3 separate regions of the Sus scrofa genome follow, and all the other regions are linked to region 2. The links are chromatin contacts, called in public HiChIP or PLAC-seq and promoter capture Hi-C maps. All regions are on one chromosome and are shown on one strand. The core of a region is the stretch at or near the end of the contact, and the rest is flanking DNA. Distances in the headings are between cores, read along the strand shown.

What was found. Promoter capture Hi-C pulls out the DNA fragments that hold promoters and counts their contacts. HiChIP or PLAC-seq counts read pairs in DNA pulled down with a chosen protein or histone mark.
Region 1: a contact with region 2 is called in a promoter capture Hi-C map of fetal skeletal muscle, with 4 times the contacts expected there. The contact joins the enhancer-like site here to the promoter of TANC1 in region 2. A contact is called at or near these places in 2 of 5 promoter capture datasets (fetal skeletal muscle and liver), 5 of 47 Hi-C or Micro-C datasets (alveolar macrophages, embryonic fibroblasts, fetal heart ventricle and 2 more) and 1 of 2 datasets of contacts at active chromatin or transcription factors (skeletal muscle).
Region 3: a contact with region 2 is called in an H3K27ac HiChIP or PLAC-seq map of skeletal muscle. The contact joins the enhancer-like site here to the promoter of TANC1 in region 2. A contact is called at or near these places in 2 of 5 promoter capture datasets (fetal liver and liver), 8 of 47 Hi-C or Micro-C datasets (alveolar macrophages, brain, embryonic fibroblasts and 4 more) and 1 of 2 datasets of contacts at active chromatin or transcription factors (skeletal muscle).

The regions. Positions count from the first base shown.
Region 1 is chr15:65,986,303-65,989,645 of Sscrofa11.1, forward strand. All of the region lies in intron 1 of TANC1 (protein TANC1), which reads left to right. Among named protein-coding and RNA genes, the nearest start is that of TANC1, 68 kb to the left of the region's middle. Within about 2 kb of position 1,964, at least 7 of the 83 cell types and tissues checked have an H3K27ac peak or open chromatin away from gene starts, as enhancers often do. A contact at or near this core is called in fetal skeletal muscle and liver, where this site is marked.
Region 2 is chr15:65,918,257-65,921,525 of Sscrofa11.1, forward strand. It overlaps TANC1 (protein TANC1), which reads left to right and starts at 1,912. Exons shown (of 26, transcript XM_021074763.1): 1 at 1,912-2,126.
Region 3 is chr15:66,032,025-66,035,004 of Sscrofa11.1, forward strand. The region is part of intron 3 of TANC1 (protein TANC1); the gene reads left to right. Among named protein-coding and RNA genes, the nearest start is that of TANC1, 110 kb to the left of the region's middle. Within about 2 kb of position 1,572, at least 26 of the 83 cell types and tissues checked have an H3K27ac peak or open chromatin away from gene starts, as enhancers often do. A contact at or near this core is called in liver, omental adipose tissue and skeletal muscle, where this site is marked.

The DNA of each region.
Region 1 (3,343 bases), core at 714-3,213, 68 kb after region 2:
GGGTTTTTATGGGGAAATGCTTTAAGACTTGCACATTTTTGAGAAATTTTGTTTAGTTGTGGAAGTTAATAATTGGCCAGTTCAGATGAGCCTTTTTTTTTGGTTATAAGTGACAGCATGTGAAAATATAAACTCTTCTGGGTCTCTGATTGTGCTGATTGAGTTATTTGCAGTGATAAAGACAGAAAGTCCCTTCCAAGTAGTGACCTTGTTAATAAGGATGGTATATGTAGATCTGATTTTTGCTATTAGATCTGAATGTAACTACTTTAGAACAGATGAGGATACGATCTACAAAACCAGATAGGACATGTTTAGGGAACTAAAGCAGAGTCTCCTGGAGTTTTTTTATCCTGACTAATCGGCCTTGGGAGGATGGACTTGGACATGTGTTGTGCTACGCAAAACAATCCCTAAATCCTGGCACAAAGGGTCTATATTTTGTTTTCTCGTAGATCTCTCCTTCTGCCCTGTCCCTGGAAGGAAATGCTGTTTGTCTTCCATCACAGTTTTCCCTTTTCCATATTTTGGTACCAAGTTTCTTTAGGGAAAGGGTCCCCTTTGGTGAAGGTTTAATGATTTCTAAGTTCCATAGTGATAGTTTGGTTTTACATATCCTATCTTTAGGTCCCAAGGTGTGCACTAGAGGCTGGTCTTATCCATCATTTGATCTTGGGATCCAAGGCTTGGTAACAAAGGCAAGCTTCTAATGCTCTTTGGTCCATGAGAGGAAGTTCATTGCCAAGTTAAGAGGGAGGCTGAGGCCTCAGGTAGGCTGCTAAGTTTCTCTCTCAATTTCTTTATCTCTCAGGGAAGACAGTTATAGTTCCTACCTCCTCCTTGTTGTGAGGACTAAACCAGATACTTCATCATTTGAAAAACATAACAGTGCGGGCCACAAAGTATGTTTGCGTTCCCACCTCTGCTGTTGTTTTCATGATGGCTTGTTGGATTTGTAGCGTGAAGTTCTTCTATTTGTTACAGATTTACTGAATTGATAAGAGGAGATAATGATAAGAAGTCATAACATAAGTCTGAATTGGAAATGAATGTCTTTGTGGTTTTCAATGAATTCTCAGTGCATTGAAAAATAGGCTTTATTCGGTTTGTAAAAAGGCAGAAGGGAGCTGGCTTGGAAAGTTTGACTCCATAAAGACAAGGACCTGCTATTTATTATTTGATATCCAGCTTTGTTGGCAGACTTGCAAACTTTGCTCTACCGGAAAGATGTTTCAGTGAGACTGTGACAACTCAGTACATCTGTGCAACATCATTATATCTAGCTGGGCTTCACATCCACCATCTCTCATTCAAAGACATTCAAGAAACATGTGTTCCTGTTTTCCACTGGGTTCTAATGGGGCTGTTTCTCTTTAAAGGAGGCCTTGGGACCACACACTTATTTTTAGGAAATAACTTTGTAACTATGCTCCATGTACTGTGTATAAGGAACCTTTTCAGTTTGGAGACTGTAGCTTTTGTGACTCCCCCGCCCTCCTGCACCCCCTCCCCCTCCCTGAAAGGAGCGGGATCTATGGGTATATGTATGTGTGTGTGGTTTCCATGCCACTCCACAATACCGATTTTGTTCCTTAGGTCTGAGTTATGTTTCATACTGTCTGTATGTGTTGAGAGGTGGTGACAGAATCCATGATCAAAGGTTTCACTGCCAGATTAAGGGCTTTAATTGAACCTTTCACTGGGTTTTAGAGGGAAAAAAAAAGTCTCTGTTCATACATGGCATGTCACGTAACTTCAAGTGTAAAGCTTAACTTTTTATAGGTTTGATTAAAGTTTTATCTGACTCCTAAAAATGACATTCGTAATCCCCATGCCTAGGAATTACTCTGTAATTCAAAACTTAGGGTTTTTCTTTTTGTTATTTTGGCTCTCGGGTAGGGGTTGAAGGCCTCCAGTTTAGCTCAGAGCTACCATCCCAGCTCTTCTGGAAACTACACAAGGCTTGCAGCTTTCTGGGAAGTTTGGCTGCTGCCACAGCTGAAACAGTGAGCCAGACTTAGGTAATTTTATTAGTCTAGAGAAAGTATTACACTTTTGCAGCTGTTGTTGTAGGTCCTAACCATGAAAACAAAAACTGTCTCAGTTACCCAGGATCCATGAGAAATTGGCAAGGGCCCAATGCAAGTCCGTGTATTTTGGACTCTGAATTATATTTATCTTCACAGGGCATCCCCTGATTTAGGGCACGCAGCTGGGGAATGGTCTGACTGTGTGAGGCAGTGAGGCAGGAGAGGCCAAGCCTGGGTTACCAGCCTCAGTAGGAAGCTTGATCCAGTTAATTGAAAGACTGCACTTGCTAGACCTTAAATTCTTTTTAAAAGGATATGAAGAGCATCTAAGAAAACAAACAAAACCAATGTAAAACATAACTTTCTCGCATGTTCACCTTGGCTTTCCCGCTCCCGTATATTGTCTCACGCTGTAAATTTCCACAGGTCTCTTTCATGCAGGGCCAGGCTGGCTCTTGTGAATGAGTTAATGATTTGGTGGTGATGGACTTTCTTAAGTAGCACTTTTACAGACTACTTTGAAAACTAATCATGGAATTTGGCATGTAATTGCTAATAGTGCATGTGTGGAATACCCAAGCCTGATGATCAGTAAATTACTGCTTAATTTCCTGGATGTCAGTAGTTCCACGAGTGGGATAAAACTGAGCTACTCTTTCTCTAGAAACTCCTGGGCTGTTTGCAGCGCTCTTGGCAAGTCCGAGTAATTGTTCCATTGGGTCTGATTCTCTAGGTCAGGGCCCCTGACTCCTGGATGCACTGCAGAGGGTCTGTGAACTCTGATGGGTGGATAAATTTTTACATTTTAACTTTCACTAATTTCTAACCAAAATGTGGGTTTTCTTTCAGTCGTGAAAATGGGTAATAAACCATGCACTGTCGATAGCACCTGTGGCTTTGGCACATAAACGTTACAGATGTTTGGATAAGGTTGCAGGAGGTAGTTTAAACTATGTTGTGCCTGTCGCTGCTCAGAAAACTGCAGTCGCTCTTAGACCTGCTGTGTCATGTTATTTATGCGTTAAGCAGACATCACTATTATCACAGATTTGCTTTTTGAATGTTTTGATTTCTGTTTCAATTAAATTTATTTTCTTTGTAATCACATTTTCTATATCAAAATCTTGCAGAATATTCTGTTTGGAGGGTCTAGATTGCTGCCACAGTCCATGGCACTTAAGAGGTCACAGGCTCCTGCCTTGAATGACACCCTTCTCTCTTTCCTATCTTCCTTTTAGACCGGATTTGTTAACATTAAAAAAAAAAAAAGAAAGAAAGAAAAGAAAAGAAACAAAAAAGTCTGTATATGTTTG
Region 2 (3,269 bases), core at 662-3,161:
AACTAGGCAGTGATGAAGGTACTCTTTTAGTGACTGTGACTTCTGACGCTATAAAGACAAAAAATTTTCAACTAAAAATAATTTAAAGATGATGTTGGTAATTAACATATTTAAGTGATTTTCTACTTGCTACTTAGGGAGCTTTGAGGATAGAGGGAAAAAAATGAATTTCATTGTATCAAAGCCCAATTTAACTGAGCAATTTCATCAAAAATTGGAGAATATAGGTTAGAAAAACCAAAGACTGAAGAATAGTGATATAAATTGTAAAATTCATCCATTATACATTTCATCCATTATAAAGATGTTGGAGGCAGAGAACTGTACATCTATTTTCCTAGGATTGTTTCTTTTATATCTTAATAATTCAGATTAGATAGAGTAACAGGTTTTTTTTTCTTTCATTTGTGTCATTCTTTTATTACTAAGGCTGCTGTCCTGCTTTTTAATCTATTGTTGAAAGATTGGTAACTTGTTTGTATTTCATTTCAAGAGAAATTAAATAAAATGCATTACCATATTTTTCAGTAATGAGATATTTCAGAGTGAAGAAATAAGTCAATAGCTTTTCTGGTTTAGTAAGTTTATGTTTTAAATATTCATATCCTGCTTTGTTTCAGGACGACTTCAAGGCTGCTGATATGTTTACTGTTCAAATATCAGGACAGTAATAATCAAGCCTTTAAAACTGTGGGTGAAAAAGCCAGCAAATTTCAGTCATCTTTTATTTATGTAAAGAGATTGTATGTCATTTTACTTCCTGTCCCTTTTCACAGGAACTTTACATATGGACTCTCCTCTTACTAGGAATCTTTATATTGGGAAGCTCTGCGTGAGGTTGAAGTTTTTATGGGGGAACTTGATTAAAACACAGTTGTCTTTAAAGGCGGGTTTGCCACATAAGGTTAGGGGTTGCCAATAAATCCATTTATAGCAACTTCTGTATTCCCTGCTCCAGACACATTATCTGGGTGACCGGTGCACGATTCCCACAGGCCATGCAAGGCAGCAACAGTCTTAGCTGATCCCTCCGTGACCAAGGCTGATTTAAAGGGCTTCGGGTGTGGACTGGGCCGAGCCCCCCAGCCTGAATTGCTTGCCTGGGATCTTGGGGGGACTCCAGAATCTTTGGGCCCTATCCTGGTTTTCCTCTGCTAGGGTATAACAATACATTTTAGAAACTTGGTAATTTAATTTACTGCTGCCAACCGAAACAATAATAGCATCTTTGTGTTTCTCCTACCTCCATACCTCCCTCCTCCCGCCGATACAAGCACGATGTTGGCCCTGCGTAAATACAGCACAGAACAACACAGGGCCACCCCAGAGCGATTGGAGGCTCTGGGACCTGGTCCCAGGGGCGCAGGAGGCAATCACGGGCTCCTGAAAGTCCCTAATTCGCATTTGGGAAAGAAAAAGACACAGCAGGCGAGATGCCCCTTACACCTTCCATCTGCCTGAACTCAATCTTGCTCCAGAAAGTGAATGTTTGAGCGCGCGCGCGCACGTGTGTGTGGTGTGTAGTTAAGTGAGGCAGAGAAAATTCAAGAAAGCCACACAAGTCACCCTAAAGCATCCACCAAAATTTCAGCTTGGTTAATTGCTCCCATATGTCCTCCTCCGCTGCTTTCAAAAAGCAGCAAGGAGGGGGGAGGCCGGGCCACTTCACTGATTTGTAGAGGTTGAAAAAAAGATTATCACCCATCTTGATCCAATCCTGGAGGGGCCTAAGCGAAGCATCGGGGGCCTAGCCCCACTGGGGGAAGGTCGGGGGTGGGGGGACCCTATAGAAAGTTCGCGCACCGCACCCCAGCGGGTCCCAGGAGCTGCCGCAGCCCAGGGCTGGGAGGGGCGCGGGAGGCGCGGCCCGGGCGGGCGCGCGAGAGGAAGGTGCCTTCGGGAACACGCGCAAGGGCGGGGATTCGCGCTGCCAATGAGGCCCGGCTGTGGGCTGTGCGAGGAGGGGGGACGGGCGGGAGCGCAGCCTTAGCTGTGGCAGCTGCGGGAGCAGCGGCCGCCTTGGGAGTCGGAGGAGAGGTAGCCGCGGAGCGCAGAGCTGGCCGCGCCCCGAGGCCCGGCCCTGGGGGTGGGGAGCAGCGCGGAGGAGCTGGAAACTTTCCCTGCAGGTAACTCCCGCCGCTCTGGCGCCGCCGCCGGGCTCCGCGCGTCCGGGGCAGGACCAGCTGCTGCAGTGCAGAGGGGAGCTGGGGGTCCCGGGAAGAGGAGAGGGTGATGGGGAGAGTGGAAAGGCATGTGGGAAAGTTTCTGGAGCCTCCCTGCCCCCCTTCGCTGGGCACACCCGGGAGCTTTCCGGGGATAGGCACGGACATGTTGGGCGCTCCGGGCCTTGGTCCTGGCGTCTCTGGAGAATCGGTGCCTTCTTTTAGCTTCCCCACTGCGACGGACCGAGCGGGCCCCGGGTGGAGCTGGGGTTCGGGGGCACTGGGAACGCGCGGCGGCACGCTCGAGTTTCGGGATCACCCCCGCCCGGCGCGTCTCCGCGCCCCCCTTCCCGCCTCCTCTGTAGCCTCTGGGCTTGGCAAGGGCCTGGCTGCGCCTGGTACCTGGGGCAGGAGAGGCGGGGGAGAGGTGCGCCTGCCACCGTGGGGTCCAGGGCGCCCCGGGAGTGTAGGTGAGCGCGGGTCGCGAAGTTGACGCGTGAACTTAAACCCCAGCAGAGTTGAAAGTATTGCTTCGCTTCCAAGAACATTGCGATGAGTATATCCACGTTTTTTGGGGGAAGGGGTAGGTGAATTAGGATTAGAGATTGAAGGAGAGTTGGAATTGTATTAAGGTTATGTACCCTCCCGTTCTTGGAGAGTGAAGCGTGCTTACTTCTTTTGGGAAACATATATCGGGGGCAAGTTCTTCCTGCAGGACTTTGGGGTGCGGGCGCGCCACGTTGTGGGTGTGAGGGGCTCCCGGCTTTGGCGCTGGAGCTTTCCGGAACGGCTGGCGAGGAAGGAAGCCCTAAGGCATTGTGTGCGGTGTTTGCCGACAGAGACGTCGCTAGACCGGCGTTCTCAAAACTTACTTCACTTATTGTGTGAGGCTCCGGGAGGAAATGCGGCGGTGGCCAGGTAGAAATACGGCGCTGCGCCCGGGGGTTCGGAGGTCACCCGGCTCCGTGACAGTCTTTCCCGTACCAACTCCCTCCAGCCCACCCTTGGCAGCCCCAGATCCCGGTGCCTCGAGGGATGGTACTCGTCTCGGTAGCGCCCTTCCTTGCTGGAATAAACTCGGGGAGGTTAGGAGGGCACCTTCATCTT
Region 3 (2,980 bases), core at 322-2,821, 110 kb after region 2:
ATGGCCAGGATGTGTGAGAAATGCTTAGTTAAGATGGAAAAGACATTAAATTTGTGCAGAAAGATACTTTGAGAGAGAGACCCATTCTATTTTATTATTAGTTATTGTTGTTAATCTCTTACTACACCTAGGTTATAAATTAAACTTTATCATAGGTATGTATGTATAGGAAAAAACATAGTACGTAGAGAGTTCAGTACTATCGGTGGTTTCAGGCATGCACCAGGGGTCTTGAAACACAGAGGGAACTACTGTATTTGTACCTCTGCTGTTTCCAGTTGTGTCTCCGTTGATAGAGCTGATGTAGTGGTTTTGAAAACCCCTCCGGCTGTTTCTTTAAGGGAAAAACCTCAAAGCTGATGGGCTGTAAAGTGAAAGTCATTCTGCCCTTTGATTCTTAGACCATGAGTTAATGTCACCAAGGCCCTCTTTCCCTTCCCCCGCTAGGGATGTTTCTTGTAGAAAATGTGGAAATCCTGACACAGAGACAGTACTACTCTTAGTGTTTTGATTTTCTAGTTTTGTTTTTTTTTAAATCTATTCCTCCTAAACCTGAGACCACACATGTGGTCTGCCATTTTTCACTGAATATTATATCATGAGCAAGTTCCAGTTTGCTTGAGGAACTTGATATTTAATGTCCATTGTTTCAGTATTCCATAATTGATTTTTAACTTCTGACTGTTTTATTTATAACTATTTTTAGTTTTTTTTAAATTGTAGTACAAACCAAGCTGTTTTGTTTTTGCTATTAAATGCCTATGAATTTTTAATTTTGCTTGTGATAAAACACAGCAAAATTTGCCATCTTAACCTTTTTTTTTTTTTTTTTTTTTTGTCTTTTGCCTTTTGTTGTTGTTGTTGTTGCTATTTCTTGGGCCGCTCCCGCGGCATATGGAGGTTCCCAGGCTAGGGGTTGAGTCGGAGCTGTAGCCACCAGCCTACGCCAGAGCCACAGCAACACGGGATCCAAGCCGCGTCTGCAACCTACACCACAGCTCACGGCAACGCCGGATCGTTAACCCACTGAGCAAGGGCAGGGACCAAACCCTCAACCTCATGGTTCCTAGTCGGATTCGTTAACCACTGCGCCACGACGGGAACTCCCATCTTAACCATTTTTAAGTGTACAGTTCAGTTAAGTACACACACTATTGTGCACCCAGTCTCCAGAGCTCCCAATTTGAATATTTTTGTTCAGTAATTTTTACACATATCTGATCTCTCAAGAGTGACAGTTTCCCAGAAATGTAAGTATTGAGCTAAATCACTGCATTTTAAAATATTCTTTGTTTTGGCCACACCTGCAGCATGCAGAAGTTCCTGAGCCAGGGATCAAACCCACAACACAGCAGTGACAACACCAGATCCTTAACTGCTAGGCTCGCAGGGCAGTCCTAAAGATTCTTGATACATACTGCCCGGTCACCTTAAGTAAATCTGTGTTGTTTTTTTGTACTTTCTCCAATGTTCTTTGAGCAGCTTCCTTTTGAAGTTAACATCTTTTGGGAATGGTCTTGAATGGACAATGACAGTTGCTGCTTTATCAGGCCTGGCTGTGGACCAGTGAGAATTTGCAAGAGGAGACTGAGAAGTCATTCCATAACCCTCTTCTTTTGAACTTCCCTTCTGTCTGCGCTTCTCAATTTCCGTTTTCTTTCTTTCCTTGTAACTGCAGCAGGGGAATTATCACAGCTGAGTCAGGTCAAGTTCACGATCAGAACAACACTCAGCTGGCTTCTAGTTTTAGCTACAGCTGCAGTCTCTTCTGTATGCGGGTCATGGAGGATCCCAGACAGGTTAGGGTTGGCAAGACCTCTCGAGCACAGCTAGCCGAGCCGCTGGGCAGATAGGGAAGCAGAGACTCATCATAACAGAGCTTGCCCCAGTATGCAAGTTATTGGTGGAGGCTGGCCTAAGTCCAGCCACCCCACCCCTCCAGCATGTTCTCCTCTGCCACTCTGCATTGTTGTCTGTGCATTGTTGACATATGAGCTGTAAATGACGTGGCAGTGTGTTCTGGTTGCAAGCGTGGGGGAGGCTGTAGACTTAAGGTTGTGCACACATGTATCTGGAGGCTTCCTTCCAGGGAAGTAGAGGAAAACCCTGGAAGCAGAATCCCAGTGCACGTCTACTTGTAGAACCAGCTAGTTCTAAGCCTTGCTGTCACTGGTGAGTGGTCAGGTCCACTGATGAGCAGAACATCAGTCGGGGCTCTGACCTTCAGCAAGGATAGTTCCTTCTGCTATGGTGAACTGGACGACATTCTTTTTGTTTTTCCCTGCAGACTTGTTATAGGATCGCCTCCTGCAAGGAGCAGGCAGCCACCTGTGCCTTACTGCTTCCTGCAGCTTTGACCAGGACACACACTTGGTTGTTCTGTGCTCACACACAGACCTGTGTGCATTGGGTTTGTTCCACCGTGAACCTTTGAGTGCTGTTTATTCTCCTGCCTGTGAGGCCTGGTTCACCCACACACAATTTGGCTGTACCATGCACTGATGCCCAGAGATTCTGACTTAATGCCTATGAGGTATGGTCTCTGCACTGGGATTTTATTTTATTTTATTTTTATTTTTTTGCTTTTTAGGCTTGCACCTACAGTATGTGGAAGTTCCCTGGCTAGAGGTTGAATCAGAGCTACAGCTGCCGGCCTATACCACAGCCACAGCAACTCAGGATCCAAGCGGCGTCTGCAACCTACACCACATCTCATGGCAACGCTGGATCCTTAACTCACTGAACAAGGCCAGGGATCAAACCCACATCCTCATGGATATTAGTCAGGCTTATTACCGCTGAGCTGCAATGGGAACTTCCGGCATTGGGATTTTAAAAAAATCTTCCCAGGTGATTCCAATATATAGCAAGGTTCAAGAAACACTGACAAAGAATATGTGATTATCTCATAAAATTCCTTTTCAGTGAAGGTGGATACATGGATATTTGTTATCTTTATTTCCTTAATTTCAGAAAGAAA